Linked DNA regions of Sus scrofa: regions 1 and 3 are each linked to region 2. Evidence: chromatin contacts called from public Hi-C and HiChIP or PLAC-seq data. All regions are on one chromosome and are shown on one strand. The core of a region is the stretch at or near the end of the contact, and the rest is flanking DNA. Distances in the headings are between cores, read along the strand shown.

Evidence for each region. Hi-C and Micro-C count contacts between places; a contact is called where the count stands out from the background. HiChIP or PLAC-seq counts read pairs in DNA pulled down with a chosen protein or histone mark.
Region 1: a contact with region 2 is called in an H3K27ac HiChIP or PLAC-seq map of skeletal muscle. The contact joins the promoter of PPP1R3C here to the promoter of BTAF1 in region 2. A contact is called at or near these places in 3 of 47 Hi-C or Micro-C datasets (embryonic fibroblasts, mesenteric adipose tissue and omental adipose tissue) and 2 of 2 datasets of contacts at active chromatin or transcription factors (alveolar macrophages and skeletal muscle).
Region 3: a contact with region 2 is called in a Hi-C map of liver, with 2.5 times the contacts expected there. The contact joins the enhancer-like site here to the promoter of BTAF1 in region 2. A contact is called at or near these places in 2 of 5 promoter capture datasets (fetal liver and liver), 11 of 47 Hi-C or Micro-C datasets (adipose tissue, embryonic fibroblasts, epiblast stem cells and 6 more) and 2 of 2 datasets of contacts at active chromatin or transcription factors (alveolar macrophages and skeletal muscle).

Annotation. Positions count from the first base shown.
Region 1 is chr14:103,277,053-103,280,166 of Sscrofa11.1, reverse strand. It overlaps PPP1R3C (protein phosphatase 1 regulatory subunit 3C), which reads left to right and starts at 1,410. Exons shown (of 2, transcript XM_005671280.3): 1 at 1,410-2,287. The coding sequence starts at 2,274.
Region 2 is chr14:103,528,842-103,532,001 of Sscrofa11.1, reverse strand. It overlaps BTAF1 (TATA-binding protein-associated factor 172), which reads right to left and starts at 1,256. Exons shown (of 38, transcript XM_003359291.5): 1 at 941-1,256. The coding sequence starts at 954.
Region 3 is chr14:103,368,139-103,371,259 of Sscrofa11.1, reverse strand. No RefSeq gene overlaps it. Among named protein-coding and RNA genes, the nearest start is that of TNKS2, 27 kb to the left of the region's middle. Within about 2 kb of position 1,524, at least 3 of the 83 cell types and tissues checked have an H3K27ac peak or open chromatin away from gene starts, as enhancers often do. A contact at or near this core is called in fetal liver and liver, where this site is marked.

The DNA.
Region 1 (3,114 bases), core at 161-2,660, 250 kb after region 2:
AGGTCTCTGTGAGTCAAGGCAGGAAGCATGTGAAAGCTTCCAATACCGTTCCTGGAATTGGAAAGTCTTAAGTTATTTAAAAGTGGTTTCTCAACTACAGAAGAAGTCCATGTTCATTGTAGAAAAATTTAAAAAGACAAAAAACAAAATAACAAAGAAAAATTTACTTACTCAAAATCTCACCATCCAAAAGTAAGCACTGTTAACGTTTTGGTAGAGCATATTCTATTTTCTATGTGTGCACATCTTACCACTAAAACAAGATCACAATACTTTTTTTTTTGTTTGTTTTTTTGTCTTTAGGGGGCTGTACTGGTGGCATATGGAGATTCCCAGGCTAGAGGTCTAATTGGAGCTGTTGCTGCTGCCTATGCCAGAGCCACAGCAACACCAGATCTGAGCCGCGTCTGTGACCTACACCACAGCTCATGGCAATGCGGGACCCCCAATCCACGAAGTGAGGCCAGGGATCGAACCCACAACCTCATGGTTCCTACTCAGACTCATTTCCACTGTGCCATGACAGGAACTCCAGGATCACAACACATTCTTACTTTATGTTTCCCCATAACTTTAATTCGTAATAGCCACTCTTTAGCTCAACATAGGATTGTGAGTAGAGGAGAAAAAACCTCAACTCAGTGTCCTAGTTTTGACTCTGACCTAACCAGCCCCTGGCAAGCAGCTCAGCTTCTCTAAGCTTTAGATGCCTCATCTGTGAAATAAAGCCTCTGAAGCCAGTGATACCTAAGGTGCCTTCCTTTTTTTACCATTCTAATCATTGAGAAGTACTTAAAGGAAATGTTAGCAGAGTAAAAACTAAAACTGAAGGCAAGGGCACTTACTTGAGAGCCACCACAGGTTGAACACACACCAGTCACTATGCTGAGTTTTCCCACCCATACAATTTCATTTAATTATCAGAACAACTTCACTATCTCCATTTTACAGGTGAAGGAGTTGATGCTAGAACTTGCCTAGACTCCAGTGTCAAAGACCGTGTCCCTTCAGTTAGTTTTGGTTGGGCTGAGAGGCCAGCAGATCTGCTCTGAGGTGGATGTTTCCTTTCAAAAAAAATCAAGCCCAAGCATTAAGTACCTTCCCCAGGGCTATTTAGCATGAGTTTCCTTTTCTTTAATAACTCCACTAACAATTCTACTGTTTGAGAGTGATTTAAAAGACACAGAGATTTTTGTACATTTTACATTGTACATTTTGTACATTTTAGAGGACTACTGGATAACTAAGAGAGCAGAAAAAGGACAGGGGTTTTATAAAAATAATTTAAACTCGACTTAGAAATACAATTTTATGGTTGTAACTGATGGTCGAAAACCCCCCCAAACTAAACAAAATTACGAAACCTCAGAGAGGGTAATTGGCTTGGGAGAGTCATGAAACTCGCAGTGTGATATTTTAACATTTTGGTTTTCACATCACTGCCAGAGGACATCAGAACAGAATTGAGGGATTTGGATTGACCACTGGTTTTGTGGCTGACTGGCCGCATGAGCGAAAAAGAAAGCCATTTCATTCCTGGCTTTAGTTTTCTCTTCCAGGGAGAAAAACTGAAGAAATGGTCGCAATACAAAGTGTCTTTTAATTAAATGCTGCCTTACTGTCTTATAGGGTTAATATGGTTTATTAACACTGGTTAGATAGGCAGTCTATTTGTGGGTTCACGTTAACACCAAGATGTGACCGACTGCTCAGGCCAAGGAGAGGGAGAAGATGAGCTGATGCACCAAGCAATGAACAAGATAAAAATTTCAAATACAAATGCATTTGGAACGAGCCACAACGTTCTGCACTAAGATTTTACCGTGCACAGAAGCCTTTAGAAGCGAAAGGGATCTCTTTGCGCCGCAGTCCCGCGGTGCTGGCGCCCGGCCCGGGGGAGGGTTTAGGGCTTTCTCTTCTGGCTTGCACCCGCTACGTGCGCCACGGGGTTGCCTCCGCGGCCCCTCGCCCGGGGTTCGCGTTACGCGGCTCGGGCCAGCTGTCCCAGGGGTACCCCGGCGCCCGCGCTTCCCGCACTACCGCAGTCACGTCCACGGGGCCGGGGCTCGAGTCCCAGCTGAACGCTGGTTGGTCGCGCCCTCGAGCTCGCGGCCTGGTGATTGGTCCCAGCCGTTGGCTCACGTGGTCGGGAGCAGATAAGCGGCCTCTCGGGCGCCGCACCCACAATCCGCCAGAGCTGCCGCCCAGTGGGTACCGCGGGGAGCCTGGTGCGAAATTACGCAGGTAGTGGAGTGCCGCCGCCCCTCTGCCTGATGAGCTGCACCAGGTAGGTTCCCTGCAGACTCTCCGCCTGGGCTCCGAGAGAGCGCGCAGCTGGGGGGAGGTTGGGCTGCGTTTTCCTTCCGTCATCACTGCAAATGGAGAACCCAGGAGAGGGCAAGTAGACTGACTGCTGGCACCGGGGATAACTCCAAGGAGTGGAGATTTCCCATGTGCTTTTTAGGCAGAGCTGGTGTTGGTAAATGGCATCTTAAACCAGAAACTGTCCTAACGTGAGTCAGCTTTAGTTCAGATTCCGTAAGGGATTCTGACCGCATCTTTTTTGTCCCGCACAAATGCCTCAAGGACTAGGACAGCTTAGCTCGTGGGTACAGCGCTCTGAGACTGCTGGTTGGATTGTTTAGCTTTGGGGAAAAACTGCAGGACGATGTTTGCACTCCTGGGTGTTCAGCTCTTCTTATGACGGTTTGCCATAGCAAACTCGGCCTCAGAGTGTGAGCAAATGATTATTTTTTTTAACTCTTGAGTAGGACTTAAAGTTTCAGAGAAATCGCCATATTCAAAAACTGTCTTTCTATAGGTGCAAAAAGTGAAAATACGAAACAGGATCCCCGAAAGAAAGAAAGACAGGAAAAAACCTCCCTCAAACTATTTAAATAGCTTCTCCAGGCATAACTTAGCAGAAGACTTCTCTAAAAATCCTGCCTGTTAACTATTATTAGACCCACAAATGTAGCTTTCCTCTTTCATTTGTTTGTTCTAAGTTTGTAGGTCTCCCAGAAAAAAACCCAGGATTAATAAAGTAAATTCTCTGAGTGTTCTTTTATTATCCATTTTATGACCGAGACCATTTGCCTATATGCTTAGAACTGC
Region 2 (3,160 bases), core at 7-2,506:
AATAGGAATGTGCTCAACTATGAAAAATGAATAAAAACGATGTTTTCTGAACTGTCATCATTTCCCCCTTCAGTCTATGTGGTAGAAAACTACTCATGAAAACTAACAATAAACTTGCTCAATCTTTCTGACTGCTCTGAGAAAGACTATCCCCTATTTACATGTCCATATGCCCACTAACATCGAGCCTCTGCCAAAATGTATTCCCACCATTCTTTAATACTGGAGGAAAGAAGTTCCTCCTATAGCTATACAAATAAATGTCTTGCTGGTTTTCCTACAGTTTTCCTAGACTTTGCTACTGATGGGCATCACTTTAAAATAATTTAAGATTTGCGATCCATCTTTCGCGCCTTGGTTAAGAAGATGATGCCGATTCAATAATTTGCTACAGATTACAACGCTGACGATCGAGTAGGTACTGCCAAACAAAAGGAAGAATTATTTTGTATTGTAAAAAAAAAGTCCCAAGGAAAGAACATATCCCTAAAGACGTAAAGAAAAAATTTTCACATAATTAAAAGGTCATTTGGATAATAGTAACTCAAACCTCCCCGACGTCGACAGTTACTACCAAGTTTTCCCGTGAAATGGAGGTTAGGGATCGGCCTTAGAATACTATGAAAGAGAAGAGACTCTCCTAGAACTGAAAGAGGGAAGAGAAACCACAGATGAGAAACATGGTGAGGAAAGAGAAAAACTAGCTCTAACGTGCCAAAGGCTGTATTCAACAAGAAAGAGACGTTTTTTTAACCGATTTAGGAGAAGTAACCAGAGCCAAAACCCTCGCAGACCAAGGGGAAAACTCCTGAGTGTGGGGAGGAAGGCGCCCGAGCCCAGTGACAATGGGAACCGCTCCTTTCTAGGAGTGGGTGCACCGAGAGGAGACTGTGCCTCGGCCGGGCCGATTTACCGTCGGCTCGGGAAGAGCTAGACTTACCTGGAGACCGCCATGGCCGGGCGCCGGCGGTTCGGAGCTCGCCGCGAGCGACCCGCGGCGCCGCGGAGGCGCTAGTTTCCAGAGAGCAGAGCGGCGCAGGCCCAGGCCCCGAAGCAAAAGGGAGCGGCCAGTGCGGCGAGGGGCGTCCTGGCGCGGGCCCTCGGGCATCTGCCCCGCCGCCTACCCGAGCTCGTACCCACCGCGGCCGGGGCGCAAAGGTCTGAGACAGAGTCGGAGGCGGCAGTCCTCCGACCCGCACGACTTCAAACCGGGTGCCCCCAGCCCCGCTCTTTGCTGACGTAGGCGTCGGCACGCCGGACTGAGCGTCAGCGCGCCGGAAGTGACGTCAGCCCCCGCGAGGGTTTCCGCTTGGCCGCTGAGCCAAAGGAGTGCGAGAGGCTTCCCCCGGCGGCGCGCGCCTGCGAACTAGCTCGTGGTGCCCATCAGAAGGGGATTGTTAGTCTTCAGAGGAGGCAGGAGAGGAGAAGTAAGAGTCCCCTTAATTTTCTAAAAAAGGAAAAAAGACTCTGTAGCCCGGGTTCTGGAAGTTCAAAACCTATGTTTCTGATTCCTCCAGCCCCATTTTTGTCCCACCGGATTTTCCTAGAGAAAGCAATATCCGAGGGACCAGAGAACTCTCTAGTCCGGGTGGCAGTGCCAGAGGGAAGGGTGAAATCCAGAAAGATCTGCGACGGTACTTCTGAAGACACGGCCCAAATGTTTGCCATATTCCTGCCATATGTTCTGCATGGGCACTGGAGGAAAGGTCTTCTGCCAGCCATTTTGCCAAGTTTGGTTTCCTAATTGTTTCTCTTTTTGGTCCCGTCATTTTCTCATCAGATTTGAAAATTCTCAGCCATTTATGTTTATATTTATTTGCTTATGCATCTATTCAATTGCTTAACTTATTAGTCTTTTAAACATTTCTCTGTCACCTGGTGCAGGCCCTTATCTTAAACCTGATTTTTATAATAATTGTCAAAGGGATATTTTTCCAACTTCTTCAATTGAGCTAATCTTTCAGGCCTCCAACAGATTAGTCTTCAAGAAACACTGCTTTTATCGTGTCATAAAACTTGTCCATTGACTACTCATTACCTGAAGAGGCTATGCCTCAATCCCTGAGTCTTTCTCATCTGTAAAATGAAGCTAATGAGAATTACTATAGGAATAAAATGATGTCATGTATCTACAAGAGTTTACAAGAGTTTATAGACCATAAAGGGAAAGAAACTAACTTAAGAACCTACTGTGTGCTAATCATTTGGCATGCGTTATCTCACATAATTTGTAGGCCAATCCTGTAAAGAAAGTATTAATGTTCACTTTATAGGTGGGAAAACTAAGTTGGTAATTTGCCTGACATCCAAGCTAGTAATAATATTTACTGTTCATTCACTCAGCAAATATTAGTTTGGTCCCTGCTCTATACCAGACACTCTGTTAGGCACTGTTTATGCAATTAGACAAAAATCTGATTAAGCTGATGTTCTTTTTTCTTTTTTTCTTTTTCTCCTTTTTAGGGCCACACCCACGACATATGGAGGTTCCCAGGCTAGGGGTCAAATTGGAGCCACAGCTGTCAGCCTCAGCAACACAAGATCTGAGCCACGTCTGTGACCTACACCACAGCTCACAGCAACACCGGATCCTTAACCCACTGAGCGAGGCCAGGGATCAAACCTGCAACCTCATGATTCCTAGTCAGATTAGTTTTCACTGTGCCACAGTGGGAATTCCAAACTGATGTTCTAATATCTTGGCATATCACAGCCTCCTCCCACCTGCCTTCTCAGTTCATCTACCACCACTGAAACTAACAAGCAGGTACATTTACTGATTACACACTATATTCATTTATTCAGCCAAAATTAAGTACCCACCACATGCTAAACACCTCATACTAGAAATGAGGGCTTCAGAATAAACCAGGAGTTTCCGTTGTGGTACAGTGAAAACGAACCTGACTAGTATCCCATTTTGCTGTGGCTGTGGTGTAGGCTGGCAGCTGTAGCTCTGATTCAGTCCTAGCCTGGGAACCTCCATATGCCTTGGCTTCGGCCCTAAAAAGACAATAAATAAATAAACTAAATAAATAAATAAATACATACATAAAATAAAATTCCTTGCCTGGAAACTTCTATGTGCCTCCAGTGAAGCCATAAAAAAATTAAAAAAAAATACTCTGGAGTTTCTGCTGTGGCACAACAGATCAGTGGT
Region 3 (3,121 bases), core at 275-2,774, 160 kb after region 2:
GGCAGAGGCTAGCAGCTGGAGCTCCGATTCAACTCCTGGCCTGGGAACTTCCATATGCTGCAGGGGCGGCCCTAAAAAGAAAAAAGATGGGAAGCATTATTTTGTGCATATTTGGCTTACTAGAGAGATCATGTGCGTATTTGGCTTACTTTAATTGAAAATGACCCTTAGGTTCCCATGGCATGAACAATTTGACAAGTTTCTACAACAGATAATGCTCTGAAAACTAAGACAACAATTCTTCCTTTCTTTTTTAATGGTTGTACCTGTGGCATATGGAAGTTCCCAGGCCAGGGATTAAATACAAGCTGCAGCTGTAGCAGTGCTGCATCCTTTAACCCACTGTGCCAGGCTGGGGATAGAACCCTTGCCCCGCAGTAAACCAAGCTGCTAGAGTCAGGTTCTTAATCCACTGTGCCACAGCAGGAACTCTTAAGACAACAATTCTAATTAGAAAATGTGCAAAGGATGTGAACATGAATTGTCTAACTTACAATATAGGAAACTCCAATAAGCAAATGAAGAAATGCTGAACTGTATCAATAATTAGAGAAATGCAAATTAAAACAATGAGATATGTTTCCACTTATTAGAAGGCTATATCATGCCAAGTTTGGCGTTACAGGAACTCTCAGGTGCTACTGGTATCAGTAGACAGGTATAATCCATCAGTACTTGATAAAATTAAGTTTCTATACCTTCACATATAGCAACTCTGCTCTTGGCTATGTATGCTAAGGAAATGCCACATAGGTAAAAGGGGGAACTCAGAGTTTTAATTTCAATATTACTTATAGTGGTAGTTGGGTAGATGCTCTCTTGAGTGTCCATTACTAGGAAAGTGGCTGGGTGTGGTGGTTGCCCATCATAGAACAAGGCAAAAATTAGAAATAGTCAAGCAGATTTACACATGGCAGGATAGAGGAACTTAATTAAAAGCATAGTGTCAGTGTTTCCATTGTGGCGCAGTGGAAAAGAATCCAACTAGTATCCATGAGGATACTGGCCTCCATCAGTGGGTTAAGGATCCAGTGTTGCTGTGGCTGTGGTGCAGGCTGGCAGCTGCAGCTCTGATTTGACTCCTAGCCTGGGAACTTCTATATGCCACAGGCATGGCCCTAAAAAAAAAAAAAAAAAAAAAGGCAAAACAAAACAAAAAAGCAGAGTGTCAAGTGAAAAAAAATATAGGAGAGTAAAACATTATTTAACTAAATTAAAATTATGTTTATACAAAATAATATATTTTTTAAGTATACTTAATGAGCAAAAGATAACCCAATTCAACTTATTGGCATGGCTGCCTGTGGGAGGATAAAGGAGAATGGTCTGAGAATTGGTGTTTAAAGGAAATAAATAAATAAAATATAAAGGCGAGGTTTTGCAAAACCAATGATGATAATGGGCCATGAAGTGAAGAATATGATTAACTCAACCCTGTGTACCTGGGGCATCCACCCCACCCTCCCACCGCTGCAAAAAAAGAAAAAAAACAAAGACCTACATTAAAAAAAAAACCCAAACAAACCCTGCAGACTTTCATCATGTATTTGCTTTGCATGTATATCTAATCTCTTCAGATAAAGTTGTTCCAAGCAAGTTTGGGCATACCTAACTTAGAAAATCTGGCTCTTGAATTTGCCCTTGAAAAGGAGCTGTGAAGGACTAATATTTAACAGATTTTATGCTTTTCCCAATCCATAGTAATGAGAAGTAAAGAACTCCTTCAAGCTGGAACCAAAAAAAAAGAATAAAAAAATAAAATGAGATATATCACAGAAGACTATAGAAATTAAAATTACATTCACACAAATTACTGTTTTTGCCAGAACATTTATGAACAAAAAGATGCTCATTCAACTCATTGCTGTGGAGGAAGAGAAAAGATGCTCATGTCCATTCCTACTGGTTCACAATAGTAAGAATGCTTAGAGATGGGGAGAGGTTTTGGGGAAATTGACTACATTCGAGACACAACTAAATCCATCATATATATTCTCTCATTAATTCCTACAACAGCCCTGTGAAGTACCTCTGTTTTACAAATAAGAAAACTGAGACCCAGAAAAGCTAATCACAATCTAAGTGTCACATGGCTCTTGAGGGGTAGAAGTTGATGAATTCTGAGGAACATCTTAATAAAAATCACGGGTATGCTTGAATCTGTCTGGCTCAGTCCTTACACAAGACAAACATGGCTTAAATAATGTAGACGTTGGTGGAAGACAGTTATTGTTTCTGTGGCCCAATATATCAAATCTTCCTGAGATATTAAGGAAAAATCAAGCCCAGGCTATGGAGGTAATTTAACCTGTAATTAAAAGCCTTTAGTTTTTCAATTCTCCCAGCTATGTGGTATTTTTCCAAGGCCTTTAAAAACATATTTGTTACTCTTTAACTGTGTTAAAAATAGAAAATCCAGTGATATGGTTTGTACATAGCATGCTGCAATCAAGCTGAGATCTTACTCTCTAGCTAGTTACTCATTAAATAGATCATATGATAATCAGACATTTGACATTGGAATTGATTAACGATGAAGTCGGGACTCTGGATTGCCTGATAAACTTATGTCACTGAATCCAGCAGAGTTTATAGTACCTCATGCTTCTTTTTGTTCATCATTACATGCTATTGGCAGGCACAACGCAAAGATGCAACCTTCCAAAATCAAGGTTTCCTGAGGAAAAAATTTTACATTTCTCCTTAAAAGCACTTTATAATAATACTAAATAATCTGCATTCAGATTCATAAAGAAATAAATTATCTCTTGAGTCAAATCCTATTCATACCCAGTTTTAATGTGGTGACCTTAAAATCTCAATTATAGATTGCCTACAATTCAGCTGAGTTTTAAAAATTTCTGTTCATGAGGACGACAGGAAAAATGAAGCCAGAGAAGAGAAAAGGGAAAATGGGTAATGTAATAGTGACTGGTGACAAAACAAGTTTTTCTTTTTGTTTTAATTGAGAAGGGAAAGGAAATAGTCCAGAAAGAAAAGAAAAATCTGAATGATTTGCCATTTGTAAAGGGCAAAAGGGAGTATGCCATGTGGAAGTTCCTGGGCCAGGGATGGAACTACACTTTGGCGGAGACCAGAGCCACAGTAGTGACAACGCTGG